Regions from separate parts of the Capsicum annuum genome. Here region 1 is linked to region 2. Evidence: chromatin contacts called from public Hi-C data. All regions are on one chromosome and are shown on one strand. The core of a region is the stretch at or near the end of the contact, and the rest is flanking DNA. Distances in the headings are between cores, read along the strand shown.

Region 1 (7,287 bases), core at 1,144-3,643, 34 kb before region 2:
AACGTTTACCTGCAGAACCTTAGCAGCAGCTTTAATTTGATCATTATTCGAAAGTTTCAGCATGAGCACAGTCAAGTGAAATGTTTTTGGATTAATAAACATGGACTTCTCGATTCCCAAATCTGTTAAGAGTGGTTAAACATTCGACAATTTTGTCAGATATTACGACATAATGAAGGAAGCAATGAGCCCCGTGATAGGTTGAAACATAGGGATAGAAATTATCATAAACATAACAAGGAAATGCAGAGATGAAGAATTTTCATCTTGATTAACTTTAGTAGTTCCAACAACTGACTTCTGAAAGTTGTTGAGCTTCTTGACCGTTTCATCATGTAACAACAACGGAAGTGATATAAAGTGAGTGTAGTCAGGATTTCCACTTTTAACTGCCTGCGTTAGAAAGAGACACAAATAAAACTTATAGGAATAACTCAAGTTTAATCCTGAAAGAGTTCCTCGATGAATACAGAAGTCGAATACAGTGACTTTCTTTCAGAAATAATGCTACTGAAAATAAATTACTGTCTGGAAACATGCTATTTATTCATTCAGTTCTTATAGAATCAATCAGAGGAATCGACAGCGAACATCCATAGCGAAGAGTCCACTGATAAAAACAGCATAAACATGAGATAATTCCTGGCTGCAAAGCCAAGCCCTATAAAAGTATATGGACCCTTTTATACTCCTTCCTTTTACTTTTACTTGTGCATTATTCTAAAAATAGGTTTTCACTTTTAACATAGCAAAGAAAAAACAATTATCATTTGTTGAGTTCAAAGTATATGAAAAGTGTGAATGGAAAATGGAGGAAACCAAGTGCAAGGAAAAATAAAGAAGAAAACACTAAAAAGGAAAGTATACTCTAAACAAATGGAAAGTCTACTAAATCTCCCACATTGGTGGGAGAATGTGACTTTCAAATGTTTATATTAAGAAACACTTATTCCACTTGGTAAGTGAGGCAAGAAATAAGAGATGTCTTGCAACGTCGTCGTCGCTCGCTCGGCTTTGGATTAGGAAAATGATCGATCGATGAGATCTATCTTTTTGGATAAAGTTTATTTGACAGAAATTTGATCCGAAAATACCAATGGGAAAAACACAACTTTTCTATGTTTTTTATCCTCCATTTATATGCATGCATGCAGTGGCTGACACTGTTTCGAAATGCTATGCAGAAACGAAGTGATGCTTCGGAAAGGATGCAATCCTTCAACAAAATGACACACTGTTTCATGAAATGATATGCCTGTTCGGAAAAGATACATTCTTTGGACGAACAAACATGATTTTCCAGAAAGGTCACACCTTTTAAGTGAACCACTGCCACCTTTACGAAAAGACATCTGATTAGACATGAATTTTCTGAAATAAAAAACTCTTTTCTTGCCTTCAAAAACATTCTGTGTGATCAATCAAATCATTGGGTGAGTTCGTTGAATCTAACAATTTGAGGTACCGCTATTGTTTGGATTGGAGGTCATTTTATCCTGCGAAGAAGAACCTCGGGTACAGTGAGGAATTATTCCTTAAGGACACTCCGTGAAATCGGGAAACTTGGCCTTAAAATTCTATTTCATCTCTTTTCTGAACATTAACACACTTCTTAGATAGATTATTCATAATCTAGTGTTGAAGGTGTAAAGAACTTCATAAGTGTTCTTGTCTTGGACTTGAACTAATGTTGAAGTTCGTGTTACTTATATACAGATTCTTGTACCCGAATATATACTAAATAACATCATTTTTATTTTTTAACCTCAACATTAATTAATTATTCACCAAATCATTTCCCAAAACCCAACACTATAGAAATATGATACATGCATATTTCGATAAACTACTCACTCATATTAGTCAGTGTTCATTTAAAGACCTGCAAAGTATAAAGTGGACAAGTAAAAGTAAACGGATAGGTAAGCAGACGGAGTATATATATGCTTTTGCTACAGTAGATCCTATTTCCTGCTGCAAATTTCTACAAAACTTAGTACAGGACTAATAAATATAACAAAATTCAGCAGAAAAGATGCAAAAGAACTTACTCCAGAAGAACTAGCCATTGTAAGAATTAAAGCTGCAGTTGTTAATTGATATAGAGAGAAGGCAACTCTTTTAACTCTCAAAACTCGAATGCTTTTTTTTTCTCTCTTCTTGACTATATAAACTTCTCTATTGATTGGCCTGAACTGGTCAACACTCAAAACCACGTTACAAGAAAATGGATTACAGGTTTCGCCCGGCGGATGATTATTTTTGTCTTTACCAATTAAAAGATATAAAAAATGAAAAAAAAAATATTTAAAATTAGAGGATTTTTTTATTTTTTTGTTGTTGGTGAAGTTAAAGAGGAGTTGACTGAGTCTCACAGCTCAAAGCATTTTGATCTGAACAAAAAAAAAAATACTACTTATTAAATTATAACTTATTCATTAATTCAATTCATTTCATAACTTCTGCATTGGATACTTCTGAATTGATGCGACATGAAAAGAAATTAATAAAATTAATTTTTTTTACCCCTATAGGATATTTATACTAAATTATATATATATATATATATATATGCTTACCCGTTAATTTATGTCATGTATACATTTAAAATCGCATATCGCATATTTATTTTAAGTAAAAATACAATTCAATATTTTTAGAGCTCATTTGTTTGCACTTAATGCAGGTTTGAATCTGAATGGTTCAGATTTCAGACCATTAAATGCATTTGATTTCATTAAGATTTTAGCTCTTAATAGGTTTGAATAGCTCTTAATCAGTCAAATTTAGAATCAAGTCTTAATAGATCTAAAGAGGTATTTTGGTGTTGAATAATATTTACCGTCACTCTATTCATAATTATCAGTCATCATCTCTGTCACCGTCATCATTGTTAACCACCACCAACCACCTCCACCATCACAACTGTCATCGACAACAAATATTGATACCAACCACTATTGTCAACCGTTACCACACCTACTACATCTATTATTCTAATTATATTTAACGTCACAACTGCCGTTAACAACAACACCATCATCAATCACTACCGGTCAATCCCTACTATCGACCAACTCATTTATCACAACTGGCACCACCGCTAACTACCGCTAATACATCATAACCTTCACACATTCTTTGTCGGCTACCACCATTGTCACTAGTAACACCACCTCCACCATCACTTCAATCACTATCATCGCTACAATTTATCTCTACTAACAACCATCTTCACCATCACCACTAACAATATCTCCAACTAGTACCAACACATTATCAACCATCATTCATTCATTTTTTAGTCATCATAATCAACACCTGCAACTACTAACATCAAGCAACGTCACATCAAAACCACCACTATCAACCGTCGTCATCATAACAGTTACTACAGTACCAACCATCACAAATATCACCACTAACATTACTAATCACTAACATCAATCATTGTCACCGCAACCACCATTATAAACCATCTCCACTATCACTAAAAAACATAAATATTTTTTTTCAATCAAATAATAATTTTGTTGTATTAAATTACATACTTTTCTGAAATATAATTAGCTTTTTATTTGAATTGTATTTTTTATTTTATTATATATACAAATAATTTTTTTTGTACGTTCAAATGTTAAAAAACAAACAGTCTTAATCATTAAGCTTTCAGATCTAGAGACAACATCTTAGTCATTCAGACATGCATTTAGATTCAAAAGTCTGAATCTTAAAAAAAAAACAAATGCACCCTTAACTCAGTTAGTTTACAAAATATATAGTGCATAGTTTAGAGATAGTGTATACATTATCTATAATCTATAATATATTAAAAGTGTGAAGACCCTTAGAAAATTGATTTGAACTTTTTGTCCTTCATTAAAAACTTTCGTAATAGACAAAATCGTCTTTTCACTTATTTTCTTCAATTAATATATCACTATATTTATAATATTTAAAATTAAGAAGTCCTAAAAATGGCTAAAAAAAATTATATGGAAAACTAATATTGGTAAGTTTTCTTTTTCTTTGTATACATCAAAAAGAGTCTTAGAAAATATGATTAAAAAAAATTATCAGAATTTCCATCAAAACAAAAAAAAAAACAATAATAATATTTAAACAACTTTATTTATTAATAATTCATATAAGGAAAAGAAATATGACTCATGCGTCATTTTTCCAATTCCCAATTTTCGACCAAAATTTGATTAAGAAAAAAAAAAAGAAATATGACTACCAAAATTTGATTGCTATGATATTAAAGGAAAAGAAAAAAGAAATATATGGGACCACCTTAATATATGGGACTCATATATAGACTTCTATATTAAGGAAATACTTTTATAAATATTGAGATGCATGTTAAACTAGAGAAGAAATCGATTTACTTATTGAGAAAATATGATTGATACTCATCTAACTTGATTCGGTTCCATGTCTAGATTGATGGATGTTTAATTTTCTAACATTCAACTTCTTCACTATTTTTGTCAACATAATAGAATTTAACACGTGTGTATATATATATCTTCTTTGTTTTCATTCAAGGCATTCTTTAGTGTCAAAATTTTCGCTCAGACAATTACTACTTTCATCAAAACTGAAGCTTTGTGATCACTATTGTATTTGTTTTACATGTCGTAGATGAATTTACAGTGGTAGATGAATGTCAGTCGGCTTTGAAATTTTTTTTTAGTTAAAGATTAAGTTTAATTGTGTTGTTTTTATATCCCTGTTTTGAGATTTTTTTTTGTGTGTGTAAAGGTAAAGTTTAGTTATATTATTTTGTTATCTCTATTGTCGTATTATTTTGTTATAATTTGTAGGCCGCTTTGAGATTTTTTTTGTGCAAAGGGTTAGACTTAATTATATTATTTGATGTCTCTATCATCATGTTGTTTTGTTGCAGTTACAGATGGTAGATGAATGTCGATTGACTTTGAGAATTTATTTTGATAAAGTTAGGTTTAATTAAATACTAAATTCTTCAAAAGGTTGAATTTAATTATTGTATTCATCTTTATTATTTAAGAAAATACCCTATTTAGTGTAATGTTCAAACTCAATAAAATGAGGTACACGCGCGAGACGCGTACACCTAAACCAGTACGAATATACATACACATACACCACCCACACAATAGTTATACAATTTTAGTGTATATACTAGTTACTAATAGCCCGTACAAGGCACGGGCCCAACAAATATTTTTAAAAAAATTTATTTTAATTATTTGATTTATAGTATTCTTAAAAAATATATAATACTTTTTTTTTTTTTAGATATTTTAAGCTATTAGCTATTGTAATTTATAATACTTCTTATGTAACTTTTAAATAATATATATCGCTCTCGTTGTCAAAACTTTTGTGGCACTGATAGTCAATTATATTTTTTAAATAATTTAAGTTTTAAAATTATTGTGATGTATAATATTTTTTCTTCTATTCCAATTTAAGTGTCACAATATTTAGATGAACATAATAATTAATTATGAGTGATATTGTAAAGTTACGTGTCTTAATGACTCATGAAAACTAATTAGAAGTGATATAACAAAATTACAATAAAACATACTTGTGATTTTTTTTTGATTAACTTATCATTTTATATTTATTTTACCTTTTTTTTTATCAAATATTATATTGACACAATGTTTAAATGATCATAATAATTAATTAGGAGTGACATAGTAAAATTACGGTTGAAGCAGCGAAACAGACATGTCTAATTAGAAGTGATATAACAAAATTACTATACAAAAATACTTGCGAAAAAAATTAAATGAGTCTCATATAAAACGTTAAGTAAATTTAACATTAATTATTATAAATGTTTTAATACTCAAATGACTTTGTAATAATTTTTTAATAATTAATTAGAGATGACATAATAAAATTACGGAGAAAGTAACTAATGAAGCAGGTAAGAGAAGCAGCTAGAGAAGCAAGCATGTTGACGGAGACTTGCCTGCTTCTCACACGAATTCCCTCTTATTATAGAGTATTTTTCTTTTTAAGTGGACCTCATATAAGTCGTCAAGTTCATTTAAAATATGAATAGTTAATTTATCATTTCATATTATTTTTTACCTTTTCTGTCAAATATTATTATTTTTTAATACTAAGATGACACATAATAATTAATTAAGAGCGATATTTAATAAAGCTACGATTGAAGCAGCTGAAGCAAACACGTCATAAATATTTTATTAAATATTATTAATTTTTTAATACATAAATAATCTATAATAATTAATTAGAGGTGATATTGTAAAATCAGAAAGCAAACAAAAAAGCAGGCAGGCAAGAGAAGCAAAGATGTTGACAAATACTACACTTGTATTTCTTTTCCTTGATGCAGATCCGCGTATGAACTGCCAGCATTGACTATATATTATGTATATTTTGGATACTGTCTAGTAATTTTCTTTTTGTTCGTAGTGTGGCTCTAGTACCAGACGTTACCATGTTTTGGGTGGGATCATCCTATATAGTTTGTCCTCTTCCTTCCTTTCTACGGTATATTATATATGCATGTTCACCTGCTTCTACCCGTATCTTTATTATTGGTGTTAATTTATTTTAGTTTATTTTTTTCCACCCGTTACTCCCTATTATAGTATTTTTTATGTATTTTCTTAAAATATATAACAGATTATTTTTTTTTTAATATTTTAAGTTATTAATTATTGTAATTTATAATACTTTTTATGTAATTTTCAAATAATGTATATCGCTCTCTTTGTCTAAACTTTTGTGGCATTGATAGTCAAACATATTTTCTAAATAATCTAAGTTTTAAATTATTGTGACGTATGATATTTTTTCTTTTATTCCAATTTAAGTGTCATAATGCTTAGATGATCATAATAATTAATTATGGGTGATATAGTAAAATTATGATTGAAACGGCGAAATAAACATGTCTTAATGACTCACATCAGCTAATTAGAAGTGATATAGCAACATTACTATAAAAAATACTTGTGATTTTTTTTTTAAGAGGACCTCATATAAGACGTCAAGTTAATTTAAATCATGAAGAGTTAGCTTATCATTTTATATCTAATTTATCTTTTTTTATCAAATATTATTAATTTTAATACTTAGATGACTTATAATAATTAATTAGGAGTGATATTTAATAAAATTACGATTGAAGCAGGCATGTCATAAATGTCTATTTTACCTTTTTTATTAAATACTACTCTCTCCGTTTCATAATAAATGAATTATTGGATTTTGACATACAGATTAAGGAAAAAGTACTAAAGACATAAA
Region 2 (6,901 bases), core at 592-3,091:
GGCTATATAAACCTGGTTTCATCCACAGGTTTATGATATAGAAAGTATAGAAATTTTCAAATTACAAACTTCTTCTTCTTGTCTTAAAAATACTCTTAGCGTGATCATTCAAACCGTGAGTGTGTTCGAAGAATCCGCCTATTTAAGGTACCGCTATAGTCGGATTGAAGGCCATTTTATCCTGGGAGGAAGATTCCATAACCTCGGATACAGTGAGTGTAATTATTCCTTAAGGAAAGTCCGTAAATTCAAATGACTTGGCCTTAATCATTTCTGTTTCATCTTTATTTTCTGAAAAATAAATATACCTCTTGGAAAAATTATTTTGATCTTGTGTTGAGGGTATTTAATACTTTATTGCGTTCTTATTCATACTTGAACTCGAGTTGAAATTGTTGTTGCAATATGCAGATTCTGTATACCCAAATATATTGTGGAAAATAACAGGCGGACCTACGTGGTTGCCATGGAGTTTGGATGGATGCATCATTACATTTACCTTAAGCCATAAGGTCAAAGGAAATAATGTATTCAATAAAATTTTGTAGACTTTTATTCTTCAAAAGTTCTTTCAAAAAATATCTTATAGAGATAATAGGTAATTAGGCATATATAGTAAGCTCTACGATGTGACGTTCTTAATCCTGATATTTTTTTTTTCTCCTCTAACACCTTAGCAGTGACTTGTACATAAAAAAAAAAAAAAACTATGTATAAGCTACAAGTTTAGTTGCATGAAATAGAAGGTCCCCACTTATCAATTATGCTCTTAATTAGTATACTACTTTATATATGTTGTAACATTGTCATCACTTTTCTTACGTCAAACTTGTTTCTTCTGGCAAAATTTCATTGCATCTTTTTGGAGTTAATAAATCAAACGTAACTCAACTTTGAATTTTTATTTCAAAAAGTCACTTAACTTTGAACTTTTATCTCAAAAAGTTCCTCAACTTTGATCTTTACTCAGAAAGTCACTCAACTTTCACATTTTTAAATGTGGCTTTCTATGTAAAAATATGAAAGTTGAGTGACTTTTTGAGTAAAAATATGAAAGTGGAGTGACTTTCTGAGTAAAGATCACTTTCTGGGATAACAGTCCAAAGTTGAATGACTATTTGAGTTATTAACTCCATCTTTTTGCAAATTGCCACACCGTAGGGGTCTTTTGGACATACTTTTTTTCTTTCGTTTTTTCTTCAATTTTTCCTTTTTTAAAACTAATCGTTATATATCTTTTTGACTTGTCACGGTATTTAAGATTTTTTTTTTTTGAAAAAAACTTGTGGTCTAAAATAATCTATAAATATTGTTTTGGTTGCAAATTATTGTATTAAAGGTAAAGCAAAAAATTTAAATTTATTTTCTTTTTTTTTTTTTCTAATTATAATAGTAAGGTGAATGAGTATGCTATTGGAATATAAGATGAGAGAACTGAGCTTCAACATTATGACAAAGACTTCATAAAGTGGGGATGGATAGTCGAGTCACACATGGAAAAATCAAAAGAACGTGTTATAGACCAATAATATTCTACTTTTTACTTTTCCATTATCATAAATCTGTTCGTTGTTTCCCTTTCCCTCTTTTTGTGACAAGTTCAACCATAAGCCCTCGAGGACTAATTCCTCCCAATTTTCGTACATCTAAGTTTACAACTTTACATATAATTTTTTACACTGTTAGATCACTCAAGAAAAAATTACAAATATGTCTATCATAATCAGTGGCAATTGTGATATGAAAAAAGATGGCCAAATATTAATAGACAAATAATATACTTCACCTCGATCCATGTTTATGGTGGCCTACTTTATGTAAAGAAGAAAAGAACAACGCAATAAAACAAGCGCATAATTTGATTTGGCTTTGGACGTACTAATGAAACCGTATATACTATTAAAGGACTAATTCTATTCAAATCTTCTGTTCATAAAGAAAGATGATCCAATATATTTAAGATGATCAGGCGAAGCTAAAGTCTCAAATACCGATTCCGTCAAATTCGATACCTACTTTTTGCTCAAATAATGTATTTACATCAAGAATTTATTAACTTTGTATAGAGTTCAAAACTCGGTTATTAACACTTTATCGCCGTTTTAAAATTCAGAAGACATAAAATTGAAATTCTAATTCCGCTTCTGTACAAGGCGAAGACTTGCACTGAACGTACCATTCATAGGGGAGTAGAACTACAGAGCTTCTAGTTAGTAAACTAGAACTATTTTTTTCTTTTTCTAATTTTATTTGGGCCGGGGTTGACTGACATTTTTTTTGTTTTTTTTTTTTTTAATTTTCTTAGGGCGTTTATTGAAATTTCAAAAGTATAAATAACATAAAAGTAATTATACTCTCTCTCACTTTTTTAATTACTTTATTCTCTCTCCTTATTAATGTACATAACATAGCCGACATATATATAGTATTCTGTGTATATGTGGAATTTTTGTAATATGTTTAGGGAGTTGAGACTTTTTGTAATATTGAAAACATAAATTGTGTATTTGATTAATTTTTAGATTTCGAAATCACGAAAGCTGAAAATACACCAAGAAATTAGGTGTACTGATGATCTTCTTTGGAGTGTATACTCAAAAGTTTTTAGCCCACCCTCTTCTCATCTTCTTAAATTAAGAAGAAACCTCAAACCATATACAAAACTCCATTCTATAGATGAACATATACATATAGTGATATATTCTCTATGGGTGTCAAATGATAGAGTTGAACTGAATTTGAGAAAGTCAAAATGAGTTGAGTTAATAAATAGATGGGTCAATGACTTATTCAAATATGATACTTGAGCTAAAAAATGGGTCATAACGGTACCTACCCAATTCTTATTACGTTTTAGTTTCTTTGTTATTGTAAAATTTTTAACTACATAAAAAATTATTATTTTTTATTATAGCCTTATATAACATATCAAATCTAAAAAAAAAATTGTTTTTTTTACAAGGCTTTCATTAGATAAATAGGGCTGAATATCAGCCTAGTTTTTAGATGGACTGAAATGAATTCGAAAAAAATGAAATGAACTAAGAAATACGTGGGTCGTGAGCAGGTTTGGGTTGGACAAATCATATTTTTAGGGCTAATTTGCTGCCCTAATTATTCTTCTTAGTTGAGACTTGACTGCACTGTTACTAATTTAATTATCGGAGGAAATTCCAAATGCTAATTCTTCCTATAGTTCCCTAGTGAGGTGCAAATTCAGGATTTGAGCTTAATCATGTGATTATTGTAAACAAAATCAATATGATAATTATTGAATTCACAGAAAAAAATTATAATTATTTAGTAAAATTTCTAATGTATGTATACAAGATCTTAATTTTTTTTAATTTTTTTTTTTTTTTTAAACAGATATACAAGATCTTAATAAACCTCCTTAATTTACATGAAATCATAAATGTTCTAGCGTGGTTATGCTAATTTCATGCATCAAACATGAGCGTAAAAACGCAAATAATTTTTGTAAAAGATGCAATTGTATTAGGCAAGTCTTGGTAGAGAGAGGACCTATTATCAAGCACCCTTCCATTGAGACTTTTCATGAACAAGTGTTTTAATAAGACACATTCTCTTCTAGACTGTCAGAGGAGATCTGTGTCGTTGTCATTTTCTTGTTTTAAAATATGTATGGAATCCTTAATAGAGAGGTTGGATTCGACATTGTTTACATACTCTTGTCTTCGTCGTAGTTGAAAGGCAGGGGTACAGACTTGGAGGCACGATATTTACCAACGTTATTTAAGTGCTCATTTTCCAGCCTGAACAATAAAAATACTGTTAGAGAAAAGCAGTACCGTCTTCCATGTGATGTCAAATAAAACAAATGTAGCATTTAGTTTTCTTATTTCTGAGGTTACTGATTCCACTTTCAGGTATGTAATTTCTATTACACGGTACATAGAAGATAAACTCAATAGATGATGCATTGATCTGACCTGAAAAAGTTCCACATGCCACGACGAAGGATTTCCAAACAGGCAACAATTGCAATAAATGCTTTTGGGTGCAGACCTGGAAGTTCTCTTATATCTAGAACCAACTGCATCCATACTAGTCTCAGAATAATGTCAAGAACCTGCATTTACACTCGAATGATCGACAAATTAATTACACTGCAAGTGTTTTGTGACTGATTTTTGAAAGCCGTCTGAAACTTACAATGGCAACAAAGTAGACTATCTTGTGTGGCACGAGTAGCTTGTCTCTCAACCAGGGGTTTCTTGAATTCCTTCGCAATAGACCCCAATCTATGACAAGGTCCCAGTAAGTGTTTGCAACTGTAGTAATTCCTGATGTTGATGCTGCCATTACTTTCCAAAAGGTTCCTCTCTTCTGATCATATAGTGTCCTCATTACAAGAGCGATAATGGTTGATAAATATTTGAGGCTATTAAACCCTTGCATAGAATCTTTCTCTTCAAATAAGCGGCGAAGACACTGTATATCATGCAGTCATACAAAACACCATGTCAAATATTTGTCAGAATGATCTTTTTTTTTTTTTTTGCACAAATATTCTCACACCTGAAGAAACCGAGACCAAAAGGGAATAATTGCGACGAAAATGTATAAGATGGAGTAAACATGGCTATCTTGACATGTGTTTGATCTCGTTTTGAAGTTGCCCCACGCATAGTAGCAGACATAGAATTGCAAGCTCCGAATTGCCTGAACCTGAAATGCAAGACATCATTAAAGTCTTTCCTGAAAAGTAATGTAAGATTTGCACATTACACTTTCTGGATCCTCTCCTGTTATAACATAGAAGTTCCCTTTTTTTTTCAAAAATAAAAAATAAAAAAAATAGTGCCAAACCTGGCTGGTAAACTGATCTGCCAAGAAGAAATCTGGTAGAGTAACCTGCAAAATGATGTGAGACAGTTTAGTATCTATGTGAAACAGTATAGTATCTATGTACTTTCTGTGATATTAATGCGTGTGAATCTGTATATCTCTTAAAGAGCTGCTGTACCTTATAAAGGGGAGCGCATAGACAGTGCCACACACATCTTATAAAGAAGAAACGACTTGAACGATATATAATGTTCAGAGGACAAAAAGCTATTAGAAGCAGAACCTGAAACAGATTTAAGATCACTGAGGGTTTGAAATTTGAAACATTTTTTATAGATCAATTGTTGAGTGAAAATAAAAGGACTAAGGTTTTTCTAGACATACAATCACAAGGGCCAGCGGGGTCAGCTCAGTCACTGTCTCAAAACTTCGTGTTTTCGGATCAATATCCATATCCAGGTGATAGAGTGCAGCAGCCAATGCAAGAACTGAAAGACCAGAAGTAAGGAGGAGAACTTGTCTGTAACCTAACTCTGTTCCCTGCTTGAAGCCAAATATGAAGGGATAATTGACTCGAAAGACCCTCCAGTAGTATATGTTCCCCGCGTACATGAGCATATGCAGGACAATGAATCCAAATAGACTGCAAAGATAGAGTTTCATTACTCATAGATAATGCTGAAAACTTGGTTTTGCTTGTAGGTAGACAAAAGGAAAGAATCAATATGACTGCAAAAGAAGGATGATTAGTTCACCTGTAGAGTGGAAATATGTTTTCCATATACTGTCCACGACCCTCGTGCTCCAGAAGGTTTCCTGCGCGTACAGATACAGCAATAGCTGCTACTAATGCCAATGAGCAGCCAGAGAACAAACCTGTAGGTGAAAAGTATATCAGTTACTGAATGAGCGTACGGTTTCTGATTCAAGTAACTTGACAGGCCAATCTGAGGTCTCTAAAAATTATGGTTATGATGCAGTTTACCAACTTCTCTACACACTTATCCTGATAGAGGCGAATCAAGGATCTAGAGTTGATCCAAACGAGTATGATCCTATTATATGTATACACTTAAAATTCTGTGTTGCATTACATAGTTCGAACTGAATGAAATGGATTTAGTTGAAATGGCGTTGTCTCCTTTAATTTTTAACTTCTGATTACATAGGAAGAGGAAGTTGATGCAAATAAGGATGCATGCTTACCCGTGAAAAATGTTACTCTATGTCGTTCTCTTTTTGCTTGTGGTCTTAAATATTTCATTCCTTTCCTTCGATTTCCATTGACAAAATGCTTTGTGAACGTGGCTTCCACTCCTGCTATGAGCTTATAAACCTAAAATAGGAAAAACAAAAGATCAATGAGAAGTTCAAACTATAGCGCAAGTAATAATGCTCAGAGGAAAACAGTTTTTGAAACTGACAAAAGAAAATGTACCTCATCTGAGCTACCAAGATAGGATTTTTCAATCATCTCTAAGTATGATTTAGAAGCTTTCCTTGAAGTGATCTGTATCAATAAATTTCAAGGTTAAAAGGCAAAATTTTTTTACTTTCTATTGCCAAATTGTGATAACTTCAGTGTAGTACCTTATCATATTTCTTCATGATCTTGGAAAACGCCAACATATTTAACGAACTGGCATAATTAAGTAGCAAAGTGTGAGCTGATTTGAGTACAAAAACAACTATAAGTCCTCATTTGGGAGAAAAAAATGCACCATACCGGTAGCTTTTTAGAAGTCGAAGCTTTTGATAGAACTCAACAAAAGCCTTTTTCATTTGTTCTTCAGCTTTCTTGAGCTCTTCTTTGCTGAATGTTAGGTGTGATTTTGAAGTCATGATGCAAGATTTTAAAGTTGAGATAGGTGTTTCGGGCTCAATATTGATTTTTACGTAGTCCAAAACCTCTAGTGGAGCCGGCCTAAAACCCGAGGGATTCATCTTAGTCGTATCATTTGTTCCTGCTGTTGCTTCCTCTTCAAGAATTTCTTCACTTGTCATCTCAACTTCTTGAATTGCCTCCTCTTCCAGATTTTCATCATTGGTCATCTCAACTTCTTGAATTGCCTCCATGTGTGACCTACCT

Evidence for each region. A called contact is a pair of places that touch in the nucleus more often than the background predicts.
Region 1: a Hi-C map of leaf shows a contact between it and region 2, with 2.7 times the contacts expected there. The contact joins the promoter of LOC107860513 here to the enhancer-like site in region 2.

The regions. Positions count from the first base shown.
Region 1 is chr2:150,023,199-150,030,485 of UCD10Xv1.1, reverse strand. It overlaps LOC107860513 (A-kinase anchor protein 7), which reads right to left and starts at 2,393. Exons shown (of 8, transcript XM_016705897.2): 1 at 2,052-2,393; 2 at 299-393; 3 at 10-122. The coding sequence starts at 335.
Region 2 is chr2:149,988,706-149,995,606 of UCD10Xv1.1, reverse strand. LOC107860509 (phosphate transporter PHO1 homolog 3) reads right to left here. Exons shown (of 13, transcript XM_016705890.2): 2 at 6,539-6,899; 3 at 6,403-6,451; 4 at 6,251-6,322; 5 at 6,019-6,148; 6 at 5,568-5,688; 7 at 5,197-5,455; 8 at 4,991-5,095; 9 at 4,834-4,878; 10 at 4,543-4,692; 11 at 4,177-4,455; 12 at 3,954-4,093; 13 at 3,476-3,776. The coding sequence ends at 3,683. Among protein-coding and RNA genes, the nearest start is that of LOC107860509, 4.7 kb to the right of the region's middle. Within about 2 kb of position 1,841, at least 3 of the 5 cell types and tissues checked have an H3K27ac peak or open chromatin away from gene starts, as enhancers often do. A contact at or near this core is called in leaf, where this site is marked.